Linked DNA regions of Gasterosteus aculeatus: region 2 is linked to region 1. Evidence: chromatin contacts called from public Hi-C data. All regions are on one chromosome and are shown on one strand. Each heading gives the region's core, a stretch centred on a gene start, on an enhancer-like site or on the middle of the called end of the contact. The rest is flanking DNA. Distances are from core to core; before and after follow the strand shown. Region 1 holds the start of dnai3 (dynein axonemal intermediate chain 3). Region 2 overlaps col24a1 (collagen type XXIV alpha 1).

Region 1 (6,358 bases), core at 2,746-5,245:
TATGAATTACAAGTACCTTGAAATATCACTTAAAACAAAGGTACTTTGTTACATTTCACCACTAATTTCCTTCTAATATAAGAAGAACCATATTTAGAATTTGAAAAATTCAACAAAACCTTCTCATGATATGGGCCGAGGACGACCCAGCCGCAAAAGCAGTAACTCAGGTAGATTATTCCAGCACAGCAGATGAAGCGGATTACATTCGGGAAAGCGGCCCTTAGTGTCAGTATGAGAATCTAAAAAGGCCACAGATAACAACAGAGTAAAATATCAGAAGATTATCCTGAATGCCACACACATTTAGCTAATTCCCTGTTCAGGAATGAGACAAGTTGGTAAAGGTGAGTGTCTTTGCATTCTACAGGATTGTTTGTTGTAAACAATGTGGTATTGATTGCATGTGATGCCCATAAAAGTGTTATTTTACATTATACTTCCTGAAGTAGCCCATGTAGCGGATGACCCCGATCCAGACAAACATGGTACCAGTCCCAAGCAAGATGCTGCAGACATCATAACTAGTGAGGACCTAAAAGAGAAAAAGTGGACCCCTACAAATGTGAAGGAATCACTTCTATATACAGTGTGGATGACCTGATATTCTTACAATAAATCAATCTCAGTTTTCACATTACCTTTGTCTGGATCTCCATCTTGAGAATGGAGCCACTGATGGTCAATGTGTCGCTAACGATGATGAGGATATACCAACCATTCAAAAACTCCAACTTGTCTGACCACGGCACTTGGTTTCTGCTGTAGAGTGTGTACTCCTGTTAACAAATACAGAAGATTTTATTATTAAGTATACAAGTAATTATGATGAATATTAAATGAATGTCAGTACATGTATTTAACACCCAAGCCCATATTTTAGGTACTTTACTTCAATTTTATGTCACTTCATAATCCACTTTCATTCAGAGACAAATTGTTATTATACCAGCATTTTTCACAGTGTGACTATATAGTTAATTTTCATAAAGATATGAGCCATATTTCATATGAATTAACCATTGCCTAGTATGCCATGAAGAGACACAAAAAAGTGATGCTATTGTATAATACAGGTTTCATAACATGTGTCACAAGTTGTAACACTTCTGAAAAAAAGTATAAATAATGTTATGAAAGATATCTACCTGTGAAAATTAAACCAACATTATCAAACTAACTAAAACTAAACTGTGAGCATGAACAATCCTGTAACTTCTATCCTTCAGAATGGATTTGCGGAAAGTGTCGAGTCATTTGAATGAACTTACCAACTGCAGATGAATCCCGTTGACCACTGAGCGAGCGCAGAGGGCAAACGAGCCGATGCACGTTATGATGATGAAGCAGTCAAATAGCACAGTCAGGTATATGTTTCTAGCAGCTGAGGGAACAGAGAGATTAAAATGGCTCACACCCGAGAACAAGGACGAACGTCTTGAAACAGATTTTACTTCCGGCGGAGCCTCAAGCTTAGAGAGCCGCCTTAATGAGTCCGGGGACACGAGCGGGAGGCAAGACGTTGTTCATCCTAAATTCCGCTGCGCAAACTTACATGCTCCAGTTACTTTCCAGTCTCTGCACTCATTGATCTCTACATCGCTTTCCAGGTCAACCGTCATCCTGCCGCTGTGCGCTCGGTTGTCAAAAGTTATCTGTTAACAGGAGTTAGTCACGTTTAAGAAAAAGGACTGAAGTCAAAGTCAAACCCAACAGCTAAGGAGCAGAGACACAAGGGATTTTTGTCACGCCAACGGCAACAGCGAAGTGCTCGGATGTGTCCAATCATCATCATCATCATCATCATCATCAGACTTACAACAACGGTAAAGTCGTAGCAGTCGGGCAGCTCTCGATGTCTCACCGTCTGTAAATTTATGGCTTTAAGGACAAACGTGATCTTGACGGAGAGCATTCTGGAAGACAGAGCAGACGCATTACCTGCGGCGTCTCACATCCTGCATTAAACAGAGAGGAGAAGACTTTCGGTTAAACGTTACGTGCCAACCTTTTGAAATGCAATTTGAAATTTGGAAGCGCTTCCCTCAATGACGGATGATCCATCGGGTAAACGTTAAAGCAATCTGTTAGACGCCACGACAAAAGAGGGGAAAAAAAGTCGACAACAGAGAAGCAACAACTAAAAGCATTAGACGTGGTTTCAGTATTATGTTTCCTCACAGCTCAAACAGTCATGCATACGTACCAGTTTTTACTTGGGCATCAATTTCAAAGGTCTCATTGCCCGGGTAGATGGTACCGTTTCGGTAGAACTCCTGACACACTGTCAGGGGGTTGTAGAAAGTACCATTTTTCTCATATTCGTGATTGCCTACTGTGATGTTGTGCAGATGTCCGTACTAGGAATTAACAATTTACATTTGTTACAACCGTTCAGGGTTCAGAGTTATGCAGTTCAAAGATACAAAACAATAATGATGAATGCTCAAAAAACCATGAACAAAGTCCAATCCCATGACATGACAAAGCTCTTTGGTCACACATGAAATATGCCCTTAAATTCCAGTAATGATTTATCGTAGGAAAAAGGAGAAAAAATGTCTCGCTTGAATTAAAAAAAAAAAAAAAAGTACAAATGATGCTTTCTTGGTGTTTGTTGCAAGAAAAAGTAAAACCACAGCTAGAAGACAGTTACCTGTTCAAGGACGTAGTCGATGTGATCGTAAACATCAGCCTGTCTGTAAACAGCATTCATATCCATGCCTCCATTGACATAATCTTTCAAGAAAAGGTGCTTGAAAGTCATCAGATTCTCCTCCTTGAACCTGACGACCATCTGGTTGCTCAGCCCAAAAGATACTAACTAAGGTTACGAGAAGAAATGACAATTGTTATCTGGGTATTGAAGCAACACAGTTAACATATGTTCAGGTCATGTCTGAGATGTTCACCTGGATAGTAATAATGGCAATTTTGATGATTTGCAGTAGGAGTTTCCATGGTTTTCGGCCACGAGCGTGGTACTTCTCACAGGGGTTCATGAAGAAAAATTTGATCTTCCTTCTGAGACACTCCACATTGTCCAGCTCCTCCAGGCACCGATGGTCGTGGTCGTCCCAGGGAGGGGAGCCATTCGTCTCATGCATGTCATACAAGTCACTGGACTCCTCCATGTCTACAATTAATACAACAGTGACTCAAGTTCTATAATGCATCGTTTGTGTCCTGTTATTAATGCTGTTCAACCAAATACAATTGTCATGCGATACATCATTTATTTTTGAAGATTGTGACGTTCCTTTTTCTGTTTACACTGTATCACTGGACACTATTGACAAAAATTGATCATTAAACCCCTAGTTGAATTACTGTAGAGCTGTGGATGATCCATGGAAATCTATGGGTTATTTTTCCTCTTATTTTTTTGAGTAAAAGACACAAAAACATGGCACGAGCTCAGTAGAAGCTGTGAAATGCTTTCTACAGCAAATGGATGTTCAAACTGAGGAGAGGACGGAGATCCGCTGCCTAGATTGTTGAATATGCAACAACAAAGCAGCTCACATTCAGCTTCCGGCTTAGGCAATCCACTAAAAATGACTTTTTGTCGTGTGGACGATAATATGATATCCCGTTGATCACGGTCAACACTAAACAGTAGTTTTTTTCAATAGAAGAAACAAAATGTAAACACCTTTAGTCGTAGATTACTCACCGATGTCGCGCTGCCTGTTAATAAACTACTTGCGTTCACCTGTCACCTGCGTTGTGTCCGAAATGTCTTGGTCAAATAGAAATTCACGATTCAAGTGATTCAATATATCGTTGTGTTGTGAGAGTGAAAGTAAACTGACTAAAGCCGGTTGAACTTCGCGAGTGCGTGTTGAGTGCGTTACCTTGCGGTCAAACTCCTCAAGCAATCTGTATTGGCTCAGGTAATTTATGTCACGACAACCATACTCATTTTGCCGCTAAGATCTGATTGGCTCTTCGATATGTCCGTCAATACCCTGCCCGCCCCTTCTTGCCACCAAACACACACGCCCACTCATGTAACCACTGGCAACCAAACAGTCATAGGCGTGGGAAAAGTGTTGAGAGGGTTTCAGGCTTCAACGGTAAATGTTCATGAATTATCATTATTAATCATTCTGCCTAACTGGTTTATAAACCGTCGCCGTGAAGTGTGGAAGTGGCATCTCCAGCGGGCTTTAGGTCAGATACTTTATGCCTGACCACAGTGTCCGTTTCATTACCGTTACCAAAGGTAAGCTAGCGAGCCGCCATTGAACACCGACGTTACAATTTAGAGGTAACGTTAAATAATTCACTTTTGCATAGTTTAATTGTTTATACTTTAAGTAATGGAAGTTCATTTTTTTTATAGCATTACATTCGTCTGATGAGAGGTCACTAACTACTAACTAACTGTCTCGTATGCTTAGAAACCATAACAGTTATTAAAAGTGCCGATGTGAAACGCCATTATGAGGCACAATGAGCTCCTCTATGTGAGGAGGAGACTGTCACGTTATATTCTAAAAAATTCAATTATTAAAATATGTTTAGATTTATTGTTTATAATTGGCTGATAGATTTACTATTTATAATCGTCTGAGACTGTTGAGTCCAAATGTGAAACAGAAAAGGGGAAAATCAAGCAATTCCTCCCTTTATTTTGTTTTTCTGAAATGAAATATGTTCAGTTCTTTGTTACGTGACAATAAATATTCTCAAAGAGTTTTTGAATCGTACTGAATTAAGTTCATTTGATTCGTCTGTCGTGTGTTCATTACATGCAGATGTTAATACAACTTTAATTACACTAAATAGTCACATTATGGTCTTGCGGACCTTTGCTTCTAGTAATGTTCTTTTACATTTTAGTTGAATACCTCTGGTCTAATGCAAAGAACCTGTTGTTGAAAGTTGCTTTACAAATATATACTATAACAAATTAAAATTACGTAATTATGCTTTTTATGTGTTCAGAGGTAACGTCAGACCTCTGAACACAAAAAAACGTATTCATGTTGTGAAACCTGATTACTTCCCAAATTCCCCACTCACATGAGTAGCTTTAATCTTAACAAGTTTAAACTTATGTAACTTACACCATATAAACATATATGTCATCCGGAGGGCTTTGCTCTTATTCTTTTTCACAGCTGGAGCTAAATAGAGAGGCTCCTCTCTTCTAGGACCCTTCCTTTAAGTAAAAATGACCCGCTCCTCCAGAAGATGGCGTACGTGCGTTGATAATGACTTTTGGGGGCAACACACTTTTCTGCCACTGTGTGTGAATACCAATGTGCGACAGTTGATCAATAAAATATCAGTATGAAGATGTACAAGTTTCTGCGTTGTGTTAAACTTTCTCCGTGTCATTAGTGGAACTATTCTATGAGCAAGGATGCCGCCCAAGAGATCCAAAAGTGCAACAAGCAGTGCAGGCAGTAAGGGGAAAGGGAAAGGTGAGTGTATGAGTATTAGTATAGTGTTGATTTGATTCATTGTGCGCATGTTTGTCTCGTTCAAATGGAAAACGCACAGTAAAGAAATGGTGAACTGACAATTATTTTCCATTTAGGCAAAAGGATTCAGTCCCCCGTACATGAGACAAAGCCTGGTAAGAGAAAAACATCTACTGTTGTTCTTGTGTGTTTACCCACCCTGACCCGGATCAGAAGAAACAATTTAACAAAGAGCTTTCATTATTTCAATATTTATTTAAAACGTATTGCATTCACATCCATATCAACTTGAAGAAGCATGTTAAGAATTTAAGTAAAACTAGCTAAACCTAGCACGTTAACCACTTTTTCTGTAGTTTGGCAGATAGTTTCTGAATAGAATCTCAATTATTAAGTCTAGTAAATCCTACATGACCTTTGAATACAGATTACTAAAGCGTTATATTTACTTTATAGCAAATTTTTATTCAATCACCTTAATTCATTTGATATTTTGAATGATTGATATTTACTGTTTATTCAGATTATTTATTGAGGTAGAGATGTAACAAGCATTGCAAAAACTAATAATCACACTTGGAAGAGATGAAAAAAAAAATTCTTGTTATTTTGAGTGTACTGTTCCAGTGCCTTGATGGGACAGGCTCTCTACTGCGCTGTGAGTCCTATTGTCATGCTGTGTCAGCAATGGCCCTTGTAGGAGTTAACATCGATGTTGTTAAGAGTCCTCCGCTTCAGATTGACATTCATTTTATTTCCATTTTATACAGCCAGCAATATGAATTATAGTTTTTCAGATCTCCTAATTCAACACATCATAAATAGTTGAAATAGTTGGACCATAACCTAACCCCAACGCTTAAACCAAAACCAAGTCTAACATTAGGTCGTTTATCTGGTGGGGACCAACTTTTTTGTGGTTC
Region 2 (6,885 bases), core at 890-3,389, 130 kb after region 1:
TGGATGGATGAGGATGTGTGATGGGTTGTGATTAGATGAGAACCACAGACCCAGGTGTCGCTCTCTTTCCAGTGGGTCCTGAGAAAGATGTAATATTGAAAACAATTCTGCAGAACGGGTCCAGGATGAAGTTTGGGCTGGAGCCAATTGTTCCCTCTGCAGACCTGATGATCCGTTGTAGTCGGTTCCTGCCCTGGTTTGTGGCCAATCCAAACCACACTGAGATGGAAGAACAGAGAACAGACTGGATGATTAAAACAGGGCCAGCAGCTCCCGATGCAGGTTGAACTCCCTGAGTGAGCTCATCCCTGTCACTTCAGTTTCCCCGGAGATCCACAGCAGACGCGGGGCTGTTGAGTTGAGGGATAAGAGCAGTGGGGAGAGCACACATCCCTGGGAGGGGGCGTTGGTGCTTACAGTCCAGGTACTTGAAGTGATTTTTTCCCAGCGCCACCTGTCTCTCGGGCTGTTAGTAACCCACTGACAGGTGGAGGCTGTGTTTGAGTATCTGAGCGCTGAGCTGAACTCCACAAACACCACCCGTGCGGACGTCCCCGGTGAGTCGAGGTGATGAAGCATGTGGTGGCAAACTTGTTGACGGCATCATCCACCGACCTATTTGCACTGCAGGTGCAATAATGCGGCAGTTTGGCTATAAAGTGGTAACTACTATGCCATTGCACAGTCAACCTTTCTATAATGTTTATTCTTTCTGTTTTGGTGTAAGGGCTATTCAGGGACACCAGGAAGTCCGGGGGACATCGGCCTGCAAGGTGCAGCAGTAAGTGTCAAACACTCGTCTAATACCATGCTGTGATTGTGTGCATGGGGATGATCACACGTAAATCCATTATACTAGCATTATATAACTTATATTAAACTTATCAGATAATTTGCTAGAAATTACTATTGGTTTATTGAGGAGTAATACATAAAAGATAAAATAAGGCTTAAGAAGTGCTGGGTTCCTTTTCAGAAATATCGACATTTGCATTCATAAAATTGCATACAATGATATTATCTGTCAAACCTGAACCGGTTTGCTGAATACTGTAATATGGGCTTTAAGGCCCCATAATAATATTTTTCTTAACTGTCCTGCAATTGTCCTAAAAAGGAATTCAAACGTTCCCATAAACAAGGTTTCTTAGCAGACAGATTGTTCAGTAGGTCTGCTGACGCCTTCGTAACGCGTCCATTAGGACTTGTGTTGATGTGGTATAAAAGACGCATTGAGAGATCTTTCCCAATTTAGAAATATTTACACTGTATTTTATAGTTTTTCTCTGCATTATGCCAAAGGAACACCTTCCTAAATGGCTACTACTTACCTGCCTTCATTCTGTCTCTCAGATCTTACTTGTGTCCGTCTTGATTTTTCTCACAGGGGCTGCAGGGGCAGAGGGGGACTCCAGGCGTTGCTGGGCCAAAGGGCAGGAGGGTAAGAGCAGTCTAACTTCGAGGTCTTTAAGTATCTAAGCCTACTTTTAACTCAACGACTGATGGAAACTTCACTCACCAAGTCCCTTGGCAGTTGGTTTTGCATCACAACCTATTTTCCACAAACCAAAGTTGAAAGCAAGAAATTGGCTCAGGTTTAGTTACAGGTGGATTCGTAATCTCTTTTGAAGGACGCAATGTCAGTTGGATTTGGTGCAGTAATACTGGTGAGACATCGTGTGGCTGAGAGGTGAATGACACCCTCGGGGAACGTAGGTCAAGATCATTGAGACTTCAGTATATCAGTATATCATTTTGCACTCGGAAGCAAATTAATTTATTTAAGAGCAGTTCAAACGATGTGATTCAACTGAAATATCTATCCGGGGCCAACTTTCTGCTCCTTCATATCACAATAATTGTTTGTGCACAACCGTAATGTACAACTATGAATATTTATTTTTCACTAATTTCACTAAACGGATGGTTTGCGTGACCAGAGTAGTTCTACCCAATACCACAACACCTCCTGCACATTACCACGTATCCATCGTTCACTTCCATTTTACCAGAGCAAAACATATGGCAGTACTTAATATGTCACGTCTTTACCGTAATCCACACGTGTCAGTCTGTGGTTGCATTTCCCGTCTGGCTGAGGTGAGATATACATCGTTACCCTCATCCGCCCTCCTCGTCTGGCGCCTGTTTTTGTTTTAGGAAAACATGTCACGCGCCATTGATCTCTGCACAGTTGAGAGATCAGAATGCAACGTAATGGAAGGAAAATAAAGCAAATCAATCATACTTATCAGTTCAGCCTTTGAGCTCTGAACGATCCAGGCGTAGACTGGAGCTGAATTATTTGCGTAGCGCCTTCGCTAGTCGATGATTTCTGATGAACTACCTCCTCAATGTTTCAACCTGCTACCGTCACAGAAAACCGTAATAACGTGTTTCACAACTTGTGCACAAATTGGTTGAATTGCCTTCCTTGCTTTATACAAACATGTCAAACTATTTATTCTGTTTACAAATGGGCCTGTCAGACCATCTAAACATGTTAATGATGGCATTAGGTTTATCAGTACCTATGGCCTAAATTAATGAATGTTATAACTTCTTACATTTAACTCATTGAGAAGAAGCAGTGAAACACTGAGGACAGGGCGCAGGTTACGTTAGCGTTGGTCACTTTGCAGAATTGATTGCCTCAATGAGCTTTGAACCCAGATTGGTGAAAGAGACAAACTATTAAGGGACAGAGAGAGACGAAGACAAAGCCATGTGTGTCTCCCTGGAGGCGTAATGGGAGTAAAGTGATCTGACAGGGGTGAGAGCCGGATTGAAAGCCAGAGGCTCAGACTAGAAACTGATAGAGAGACATGAAAGGAAGAGACATAAAAGAAAAGGGTGGACAAGAGAGGGAAGAGGAGGGTCTTGTGTTGTATTTACAGATTTGTATCTGTCCCCTTACCTGTAAGTTGGCACTACATTGCTGGGAAACCCATGCAATGTTAGTGGGAGTGGTTTTTGGTGGTGTTTCACAGATATATATATATATATATATATATATATCTGTGAACTAAGGTATGATGCTTCAAAGTATGTGTTACCTAAACTGCTCATTCTTCTTTGAGTGATGAAAGGTGTGTCTCATGTTTCCTTCGCACAGGGGCCCCAGGGTCCAGAAGGCCCACTCGGTGAACCAGGCCCTCAGGGCACCAAGGTAAAGCTGTGTGAACATGGGACAATCCTCCTGCATATTGGCCACAGTGTTACAGTTGAAATGATTTGTCACATAATGTGGATGATTTATTTCTTTTAGTTCCTCCAAAGTTTTCCAAAATGTGTCGAAACCTTTTGTTTTCAGGGTGAACGGGGTGACATTGGACCAAAAGGAGAGTCGGGATTCATAGTAAGTAAACTTTAAAAATGTTGCAAAATGTATTTTTGTCTTTTATCTTATAGACAGAAAAAGAGTTTTATTACATAACAGGCCACAACGTTTGTATTTTACATGCTGAACACATTTCCGGATGAAGACTTCAGGCTCTTAAGAAATGAAAACACCCATATTTTAGTAACGAAAGCCATGAATAATCCTTGTCATAGAAAGGCATCAACCTGAGGCCTTGAGGTTCACATACGCATTACTTTTGAACACTCGCGTGGAAAAGACATTTCCACATCATCAACCCTTGGGCCCCTCTAAAAGCTCGGCGAGTCTTTCATCAGTCTTTATTTGCAGAATGGGCCTTTGTCTTAGCACCTCGGTACCGAGTTTCTCCCAAACACAGTTATTATGTAGAGCTGCCAGCTTTTAGAGAGGAAGCCGGAGCTAAACCTAATCCTAATCCTAATAAAACCAACAAAGGACAAATATTAAAGGGCTTCATAACATTGCTCTGTAATATACAAAACATTATGTAGGAATTTATGAGCAAACAGTAGGTTTAAATTCAACAAACACTTAATTAATGTCACACCTATAACATTTCTACCTGTAACAAGTCATTCCAAATGACCTGGGCAAGAAACTAAGGAGCACATCCCTGTTAAACCCATTATTAGAAGTGGTGCTTTGCAGACATGAAAGATTACTATGTTTTCAGTATTTCTCTCAAAACGGATTATAATAATTATTTGGTTATTTGGTTTGACTGCTTGTTAATCATTTAAATAATGATTTCTCCTCTGCAGGGCAAGGCGGGCAGTCCGGGAGCAAGAGGCCCTCCAGGGAAGAATGTAAGTAATGTTTAACTGAATGCTGAATCTCTCTTTCAGCTCTAATTATCCTCTTCACTAAAGCATGAACCATCACTATGACAACAGCAGACACCACGCACTTGTAAAACATTCACACATCCTCTTTTTACCAGAAATATATATAATTATACCTTTAAGAGTGTGGACCTACAAAGTCACTAAAGAGGAGGTTGTTGAAGTTAAAAACAGGGACTGTGTATTTTTTCCGAGTACAATCAAAATATATGTGCATTTATCCCCCTTATTCAACTAATGTGCGTTGGTGTGAGTTTGAACGTGTCTGACAAACGTAACTGAAAGTATTCTGCATTTCCTGCCTCTGAATTGAAGAAATAATAAAGAATTGTTCATCTACTTTGTTTGTGAGTTTACCACAATGCCACACGTTTAGAAGAGCAGTTAATTCAGAGAAAATAAATGTTTTAAGCTTTTATCAAATAATTGGGCCCATGGTATGTACATGAGTGAGCAGACAGCATTGTACACCTGAAATATGCACTTCAGTGCTCTCTGGTGGACAGATTCTGTAATGGAAAAACTCCACACTGATTTATATCGGCCTATCCAGTGGCATGTGTGACAATACCAATACAACCCGCTAATAATGATCCATGATATCAGCCAGTTGATTGCACAGGCTCTACTTTGGATGGGACTTCCAATGGGACGATTGTGCCTTGTTATTGTACCACAAAACAAACAGACCTTTTGGTCTGAAGTAGCATTTTCCATTATTACAATAAAAAAAGATTTTAGCTTTTTGGGCTGTGAAAGGATGAAATATCTGATATTCCACAGATGGTTGAAAAAACACTGATCGCCAGCTGATCGAAAAGCTGATTCGAGTGTGCCGTCTATACTCATATACACAGCATGTTTCTGTTGGTTTCATCCATTTATGGCGGGACGATTCCCAGAATCCCTTTCATCCGCATGCCCAACCGGTGGTGGATTTAGTTGTTTGGCCTTTCCTCCAACAAATGAGCAGCTCCGCACTTTCTACATTCACGTGTTGACTCACCACTTATCATTTCAGTCTCTCTCAGCCCTTTGCTCTCCCTCCCTCTCTCATTAGTCATCTGGACAAACACAGTAGTGACCAGGTGGGACCTAAACTAAGTGCAAAGTTCAACCTGGCCTCTGGACACTTCATAGTGTTTAGTGACGTGATCTGTGATGTCATAGTCAATTAAGTTTGGTGCTGAATGCAGTTTGGTTGACAACTTGCTCACATGATTTGTGAGCCGTGAGAATATTTAAATCTTGTTCTTGCTCTTTTATTTTGCCTTGTTCTCTGTTGATTCAGCACCACTCTTTAAAAAGCTTATTTGCACAGCTAGAGACATTTAAGATTTTTTATTTTATTTTTTATTTTGTGTCACATCTGCACCGTGAATAGAATGATAAGGCTTATGTGAGGATTTAATATTTCACTATAAAGTTTGTAAACCAATTTACTATACAGCTAATCCGCAATGCTTCTGAATTTATTTCTGTCTCATCAAATTGGGAACCTGTATTAAAGTCACACGTATAGATGTTGGCATCCTCTGCTGATGACGGACTAAATACTGTGCCTGTGTCTAAACTTGGAGACACGATGGTTGGAGCTGACACTGCAGGAAAGCCTTTCCGTTTGCACTGTGTCAAAGAGCTTCTGTGTCTCAAGGCATCGGGCAGCACTGAAATATTAGACCCTGTTATCATGTTTCTGGTTACTTTGCTAGTGATGATAACAAAGAGAAGAGGACCGTGACCGACGCCGGGCTTTCTCTCACAAATAGATGATTGAAGCTGTACTTGAACGTGTGTGTTTCCAGGGTAAACCGGGTATTCCAGGCATCACCGGGGAGATGGGACCCCACGGCGAGCCAGTAAGTATCCTGTCTTCTGACTGTTAAATTGATGTGGTTCTTTCAGGAGACTGCAGACAAATGCAAAATTGGCAAAAACAAACTTTTCTGGAATCTTTATTTTGTTTGTTTTGCAAAGGTTTCAGTAGTATGTTTGAGAGGAGAAAGAAGTTTAGATTTCATTGCGTTATCTCTCTACATGATGCACAGCTTTAAACACTACAGCTTGTGCTTCCCTTCTTGGATTTGTCTTGAAGTTGTTGATTTTCTTGGAAATCAGCCAACTCCTCATGAAGACAAACAATCTGAGACAAATATTTATTCGGGTAGGACGTTCCAACAACACCAGAGGCGCGGTTTATGTTATGTAATGGGTCTCATCTGGCCTTCGATTTCAATTGAATTTTAATCTCAGTTATCAGCTTTCCCTGTTCTACAGACTTAATCACTTAATTGTATGTTTTTGTTTCAATATATGATAAAATTGTATATTATCTGGCACCGGTGCCTTATTACCCGATTTACTGGATCTAGCAAGTCCAGTAATGCTTTTATTGTATCATTTAGCTGCTGAACGGAATTTATGATGTTTAATTTTCTTGCAGGGACCCAAGGGGCCTTCGGGAGAAGCTGGACCTGATGGAGATCAAGGACCCGAAGTACTTTTCATTAAGTATTATTTGACATAAAACATTATTATTATTATTATTATTAGTATTATTAAGGGTTCAGGGTTTATTGTAGTTTACATTGTACAATGTATACAGTACACATGAAAGATGATTCATTCTCTATGTTTCTCTTCTTTTCAGGGTGGTCCTGG

Evidence for each region. Hi-C and Micro-C count contacts between places; a contact is called where the count stands out from the background.
Region 2: a contact with region 1 is called in a Hi-C map of skeletal muscle, with 4 times the contacts expected there. The contact joins the enhancer-like site here to the promoter of dnai3 in region 1. A contact is called at or near these places in 3 of 6 Hi-C or Micro-C datasets (skeletal muscle and whole body).

Annotation. Positions count from the first base shown.
Region 1 is chr8:9,840,597-9,846,954 of fGasAcu3.hap1.1, forward strand. dnai3 (dynein axonemal intermediate chain 3) reads left to right here and starts at 3,996. Exons shown (of 24, transcript XM_040185229.2): 1 at 3,996-4,228; 2 at 5,130-5,211; 3 at 5,353-5,435; 4 at 5,552-5,590. The coding sequence starts at 5,375. It overlaps mcoln3b (mucolipin TRP cation channel 3b), which reads right to left and starts at 3,884. Exons shown (of 15, transcript XM_078108105.1): 1 at 3,858-3,884; 2 at 3,677-3,722; 3 at 2,913-3,136; 4 at 2,657-2,824; 5 at 2,207-2,360; 6 at 2,009-2,084; 7 at 1,820-1,916; 8 at 1,556-1,655; 9 at 1,272-1,384; 10 at 642-779; 11 at 434-535; 12 at 120-242. The coding sequence starts at 3,134.
Region 2 is chr8:9,968,187-9,975,071 of fGasAcu3.hap1.1, forward strand. col24a1 (collagen type XXIV alpha 1) reads left to right here. Exons shown (of 60, transcript XM_078108108.1): 27 at 728-781; 28 at 1,388-1,441; 29 at 3,116-3,169; 30 at 3,314-3,358; 31 at 4,144-4,188; 32 at 6,030-6,083; 33 at 6,668-6,721; 34 at 6,875-6,885. Among protein-coding and RNA genes, the nearest start is that of znhit6, 19 kb to the right of the region's middle. Within about 2 kb of position 2,140, at least 1 of the 9 cell types and tissues checked has open chromatin away from gene starts, as enhancers often do.